Regions from separate parts of the Mus musculus genome. Here region 1 is linked to region 2. A link is a contact called in public HiChIP or PLAC-seq data. All regions are on one chromosome and are shown on one strand. The core of a region is the stretch at or near the end of the contact, and the rest is flanking DNA. Distances in the headings are between cores, read along the strand shown.

Region 1 (3,345 bases), core at 188-2,687, 200 kb before region 2:
TAGCTGGAGGAGGGGAAGGTCAGAACACTAGTGTGGGGGCTTTGAAATGTATAACAAATGCTTGTGAGTAAGGACTGGGGGATCCTGGAAGCCAGCATGGACCTTCATATTCTGATAGACGCTAACAGTATATGTTAATTAAAGAACCACGTGTCCCTTTTGCCAGAGGTAAGGGAAATGACTCTTTCTTTTGGCTGATGGGAACAAGCTTTGAAAGATCCTGAGGAATGGTGGCTTTTATTTAACTATCAGAAATCCTCCTAGTACGGGTTCAGTTCATGTCCAGATAGTTGGACTGCCTCTAGGAGTTTGTGGAATTGAAGATTCTTTTGGACCTGACAGCAGAATTTGATGTCTATTTGAATGCTGGACATGAGGGACACTATGACATTTAGCTGTGAGGTTTAGTCTCCTGCAAACCTAGAAGTAGAAAAAACTTTGGGGCATAATTGGGAGCAAGGAACATAAGGTGAGTTGTCAGTTTGAGAAATGTTTGGTTGAAATATTTACAGTTCATCTAAATGGAAGATTCCAGGAAATATTTGAGTACATATACCGACTGTAAGAGAATAATCTAGAAACAAAACTCAAAATTAAAACAATCTTAGAAGTCACCTATTTTAGCTCTCTCACCTCACTCTGAGAAAAGCTCGACTTAAAGGCTAACACCTTTAAGGGACTTACCATGAAGTGAGTTTTTACAAAGATGTGACCAGAAACCAGATCTCTTGGGTTGAAGTCAGTGCACCCAACTCCTGGTTAAGTTCCTTTTTTTTTTTCTTTCTCTCTCCTTTTTTCTATTTATCTTTATGCTTCCCGATGTAACAGTGAATGAGATACAATGTTGCTAAATGTGTTTGTTGAACATACTAATTCTACTTATTATTTGGGGGTAAGGTTGATCCCTTCTATAAACATCATCACTGAAATTATATTTTAGAGGCATCTTGGAAGTCATCAGACCCAGGGAAATCCAATTTAGCCACCAACATTTGCATTTTACCCCCCTCCACTTCCTCTAAGCAAAACCTGTTGCTCAGGTCACAACCATGGGAAGATTTTGTGCTAAATCCTCTGATTCAATTGAGAAGACGAATGAAAGCAAACATTAAAATATTTGGGTATTGAAATCATGTAATCAATTATCTTATTTTACACTTGAAGGAACTTGAACTAAGAGCTCTTATCTTGAGTTAGACACTTTAAAGTCCTAAATGAGGAAGAAGGAAAGTAGCAGTCTGGAACAGAAGAAGATAACACACTAGTTAAGCCCTCACTGTATGCTTGACCTTGTGTGGCATGATTGAGTGCAATTTTCTCCCTTGATACCCATAGAAAGATCATCTACATATTTTTCACACAAGGAATGTTCATTCTTCCTAGAGTTCTACAATTAGTAAATGGTAATTTTGGAACATAAACCCCAAATTGTCTGACTCCAGAGCCCATGCCTCATCTTCTATGGCATAGAGTCTATGGTATGCAACCTCTAGAGGTTTCTGGTACCATTCCAAGCATTAGGTATAAACCTGGAGATCAAAGAACCGTTGCTGGTGCTTTCTCTAGAAGCCAGTGAACCTGCCTGTCTTGTCATCCTCTCAAGGCCTGGAAAGTTCTAGGATCTAAGAGAATTCAGGAGATTCTTCTGATTGGCAGGGGATGCCCAATGTTGCATCAGTAAAGGCAGGCGTTATCCTGGACCTACAGTGTCAACTCTGCCGCTAACTAATCAAGAGGCCTCGGGAAAGCCACTTCTCTGTGATGGTTTTCCAAGATGGAAGAAAGCATAGAGAAATGTAAATTTTGTGGGCTTCCCTGTTGATTTCCCAAGCTTCTCTACAACACTCCTCTCTGTCACATCATAGGTCTAAAGGGTCAATGTGTGAGGGAAAGTGAGTCTCTTCTCAGAAATGTATCTTGGCTTTGGAGAACAATTGCTTTGAGTCTTAACAAATGAGTAAGAGTTTATTGGATCAATGAGGAGGAGGCGGGTTCCAAGAAGTGCAAAAGTTTGAACAAAGGCGCAGGGTATTTCTGAGGAGTTGCAAATGCAGAAAAGTTGCAGCATTTGGTGAAGAGCTGGGGAAGGGGGGCGGGAGGGTTAAGCTAGAAATGAGAAAGGAGAAATCCACAGAAACCAAGTCATGCAAGGTGTTGTCGGAAGCTTGGGCGCTCTAAGGAGCATGACGGTGTGGTCAGTAAACTTCTGCTTTAGAAAGGTCCTTCTGCTCCATGTCCCTGTTCTTCGTCAGAGATAGCAAGGCTAAGAGAGGTGCTCCTGCTCTTTAGAAGGTAAAGAGATGGACAGAACTACAACACCACCAGTTTATAGCCCTGGTCTATTTGCTAATTGTAGTGGTTAATCTTGACTGTCATCTTGATGGGATTCCAGAATCAACCAACCCTTGGGGCCAATATCTGGGGCGTTTTCAGGAATTAAAAACTGAAAGAAAAAGTGTAGGGTAAAAAAAAAAAAACGTCTGAGCTTATGTCCAGGTTTGAAAACCCACCAAATCCCGAGTTCAAAATCCCACCAATCCCTGATCTTGAAATCCCACCAATTCCTGGGCTCACCCCAAGCTCAGGACTTGAAACCCCACCAATCCTGGAAATCCTTATCCTGGAAAACTGCTGCCAAGAAACCCTGTATAAAGCCTGCCTCCAGCTCAGTTCCCTCCTGCTTCTCAAAGGAGCAGAGGCAGCCATTGTCTTTCCCAGTAAGTTTCTTGCATGAGGTTTGTTGTGCAATGTGACTTGGTGGTGTTCCTTGACTCCCACCTTCCAGGACAACTTTCCCTTCAGAGCTATAAGACTTGCATTGGGGAAACCTTTCCCCTCAGAGCTGTAACACTCACAAAAAGACACTTGCCTGGAGTGGATGGGACCGTTTAGTGGGTGATTCAATAAAATATCCTGGTGCATGCTGATTGGCCTAGCACGGCTTCCTGCTTGTGTCTATTCTCCTAGTTGCTTTCACTGTCCTCCACTAACACCTGACTCCAGCTTCTTCAGTCTTCCAATACAGACAGACAACTAGGACAATCCAGGACATCAATAAGAGGCTGGGACAGCCTCATGGGTTCTCAGCCGCTCCAGCATGCAGAAAGCCATTGCTCCACTTTAAGCATTCTATGTGTACATTCCAGACAACCCTGCTAGCATACTATTCTGGAACGCTCTGTTTCCTTTCCCTCTCCTCTTTCCTCTCCTCGTTCCAGTCCCCAAGTTCCTCTCCCTACAGAGGAAGAATCTTCCCATGTTATCCAGGTGGCACCTGGAATTCTTTTGTCTGCACCTCTTGAACAGCTGAGTTCACAGACTCATGCCATCATGCCTGGACTTTTC
Region 2 (3,227 bases), core at 617-3,116:
CTCTCTTTCTCTCTAGCCTTTCCTCTCTCTCTCTCTCTCTCTCTCTCTCTCTCTCTCTCTCTCTCTCTCTCTCTCTCTCTCTTCTGCCTTCTCTCTTTCCCCCTGCCTTTCTATAATAAAGCTCTAAAACCATACACAGTCTCTGCTCATCAAGGCTGCGCTACTCTTGAATGCTTGGGAACCTCTCTTCCCACAGTGACTTTTAGCTCCAGGTTAAAGGAATGTAACTGTCTCATAAGGAAGGTGAAACTGAAAGAAATGAAATTTCAAAACCTGTAAGTCATATAAAGTGCTCAGAAATTGCTGGTTGTTTGTGAGCCTAGAAGCTGCCTGGGGCTAAGAAAAAAGAAAAACAAACCCGAGTATGCCCCATAGTTAAAACATTCCTGGGAACAGCTTAATCTTAAAGATAAAGAGGAATGTGAGGACATAACAGGGCTATCTAAACTGAGTCAACAACTCACAGAACTCTGACACCCTGCACGTACATGTAATTTTTCTGCTGATGTTTGAATAAGCCAATAGTGTATTGCTATGCTGAATTCCACACCCCTAAGCCCCTTAACCCATAAAAACCCCTAGCTTCCTAGCCTCGTGGCCGATATCCATTATCTCCTGTGGGGGATGCATGTCGGTCCGGAGCTCTGTCATTAAACGACCTCATGTAATTACATCAAGGCCTTTTCGTGATTCTTTGGGTGCCCGCCGAATCAGGAATTGAGTGTGGGGTTCCCCACTAGGTTCTATCAAAACAGAGTGTCTTCAAGCAATACTTGGGGCAGCAAGTAGCCTAGAGCAACTGCATCTGGGCCTGGGAGCACTAATCCTGGGAGCATCTCTGCCTGTGCCTGTGCCTGCACCTGGGAGGGAAACACAGAGTGCAGCTCACAGCATGGCTCATCTTAGAATTCTGACCTGGGAAACTTGCCACTCCTAGCTCCAGCCAAGAAGCAGCCCTGAATATTCAGAACTCATGATCCATGGATGGCACTAGCAGCATGGGGTAAAAATGAGATGAATAGCTGTATGTTAGAATCACACAAAAGTCGAATAAAAGACCTGTGTCAAATGTCAAGAAAAAATGTATCAATAAAGTACCTTGTACAGGTTAAAGACAATAAAGTAGCTGGAGAGATGGCTCTTCAGGTCAAGACTGCTGCCTCCAAGCCGAGTTACCTGAGTTTGATTCTAGGAGCCACTAAGTTGAAATCCGACCTTTACTCACAAGCCTTAGTACGCCCACACACCAAAAACGTAACTTTAAAAATAAATAAGACAAATATAAATTTGTTTTACACATTTGTACTCTTATACTTTATGGACTCAAATTTGATTTAGTAACATCATATTCTCAAGTTTCTATATTCTGAGATTGACATATTATTAATATACCAAAGCACTTTCAAAGATCCACACATATACAACACACACACACTGACTTCTGGGTACTTGATTGCCTGCTTTGTAAATTATATGGACTTTCAAAGTTCTAAGTATAATTGAACAAGTGAAGTTTTAATAATAAAGTAACTTGTATGGGCCCTTGTTCCCTTCAGCTCTTTCCACTGTGCCTCCCCAGAGCCCTAAAACACACGTACACACAACCAGAGTTCAGTATCATCGTCCCCTACAAACCATCGACTTAGATCATTGTAATGAGGGACAGTCACAGTTGACCATAAATGAAACCGACTTTACACAATGCAGCTACCTTCTGGAAGATTTAACTCTGTTTCGTGTTTTTGCTTCTCTCTCTTGTAAAATCCATAACAGAGCTGACAGATTCCCTGACTGCAAGCTGCCCAGAGCACCACCCAAGGTGTGTCTAAACGCCCACACAAGATCATAAACAATTAAGAGACTAGATCTCACTTCTTCTTCCTGTACCGCTGGGTTCCTCTTTTCTGTCCCATCATTGCTCCACTGCCACCTTTCCACTTCATTTTGATGAGCAGTTCTCCGTGTTTTCTGGCACGTCTTGTCCTTCCAGCTGCCTCTGATCATGAACCATAGCACATCTGTGAAGACCGTTACCTCCCCTTGCTCAGCTCTCCGCCAGGGCTTCCTTCCTGCCTTCCTTCCCTTCTGGGCAGAGCAACAGCACTCACAGATTTATAAATCCTGATCAGAGACTTTGGATGCCTCATGTTTACATTTGGAGACTCCTTTCCAGCCTATATAAGCCCAACGATGAGGTCTTGAGTCCTAGTCCCTTCCCTGGATCTGTAAAGCCTCATCTCTGCCTCTCATATCTATACCTTCCCCCCCCCCCACTGTCTGCACATTTGTACCTCCTGCTTTCTTGAAGGTTCAAGGTAAGGTGAGGAGATGACTCCCTTTCTCTACTCTATGATTCTAAGTGTGTGTCAACATTTCTTTAAATGCATTTAGTGTATTTTTGTTGCCAAGAGATTTTTTCAAACTTAGCTCTCTGGGTCATCAGAATTACGTGGAATTTACAGTGAATCTCTCTGATAAACCAAAGTCATTCATAGAAGAACCAGGTGACTTTTTTAGTAAAAGAGCTCATTCAAAAAAAAATATATATATATATTAGCAGCTGTTAGATGTAATCTTGGCATGAAAGAAAATAAAACTTGATTCCTGTGAGTCATGTAATTTATGTCAAATAGCCCAGGTTGAAACTGAGAACATAGCAGAACAGGCCAGGACATGCCCGGGCAGGCCCGTCGTTAAGACATTCCTGAGGCTGCTTAGCCATAAAGATAAAGAGAATGACATGGCCAGACTGGCCCGGTGCCTCCCTATCTCCCACCCTTCTGACCTAAGTTAAATGTTATCTGCATGTATAGTCTGCTGATGTTTAAATGAACCAATCATGTGAAACCTCACCAATTCCTCCCCCAGCCCCTTTTCTATAAAAACCCCTAGCTTGCAAGCCTCCTGGTCGAATCCACTGTCTCCTGCATGAGACACATTTCAACCCGGAGCCATTAAACTACCTCATGTATTTACATCAAGATGCTCTGTTTGTTCTTGATTCTTGGGTGCATGCCGAATCAGGAGTTGAGTGGGGGTTTCCCCACTAGGTTCTTTCAGGCACTCAGGAGACAAAGGCAAGTTCAAGGCCAGCCATGTCTATACAACAAGTTCTAGGTTAGCCTAAAGAGAATAACATATGTATATGCTACACACACACACACACACACACATACACATTCAGACACAGAAAGATTCAGTCTCCCTAAAGATTAGAGATATGCAAA

What was found. HiChIP or PLAC-seq counts read pairs in DNA pulled down with a chosen protein or histone mark.
Region 1: a contact with region 2 is called in an H3K27ac HiChIP or PLAC-seq map of the HPC-7 cell line, with 6 times the contacts expected there. The contact joins two enhancer-like sites. A contact is called at or near these places in 6 of 39 promoter capture datasets (the HPC-7 cell line, cranial neural crest, macrophages and 3 more), 1 of 484 Hi-C or Micro-C datasets (nephron progenitors), 3 of 115 datasets of contacts at active chromatin or transcription factors (the HPC-7 cell line, embryonic stem cells and pancreatic cancer cells) and 2 of 9 other capture datasets (adipose tissue and pancreatic islet).

What each region holds. Positions count from the first base shown.
Region 1 is chr1:171,746,218-171,749,562 of GRCm38.p6, reverse strand. No RefSeq gene overlaps it. Among named protein-coding and RNA genes, the nearest start is that of Gm22950, 14 kb to the right of the region's middle. Within about 2 kb of position 1,437, at least 7 of the 459 cell types and tissues checked have an H3K27ac peak or open chromatin away from gene starts, as enhancers often do. A contact at or near this core is called in the HPC-7 cell line, where this site is marked.
Region 2 is chr1:171,550,215-171,553,441 of GRCm38.p6, reverse strand. No RefSeq gene overlaps it. Among named protein-coding and RNA genes, the nearest start is that of Cd244a, 7.4 kb to the left of the region's middle. Within about 2 kb of position 1,866, at least 75 of the 459 cell types and tissues checked have an H3K27ac peak or open chromatin away from gene starts, as enhancers often do. A contact at or near this core is called in the HPC-7 cell line, where this site is marked.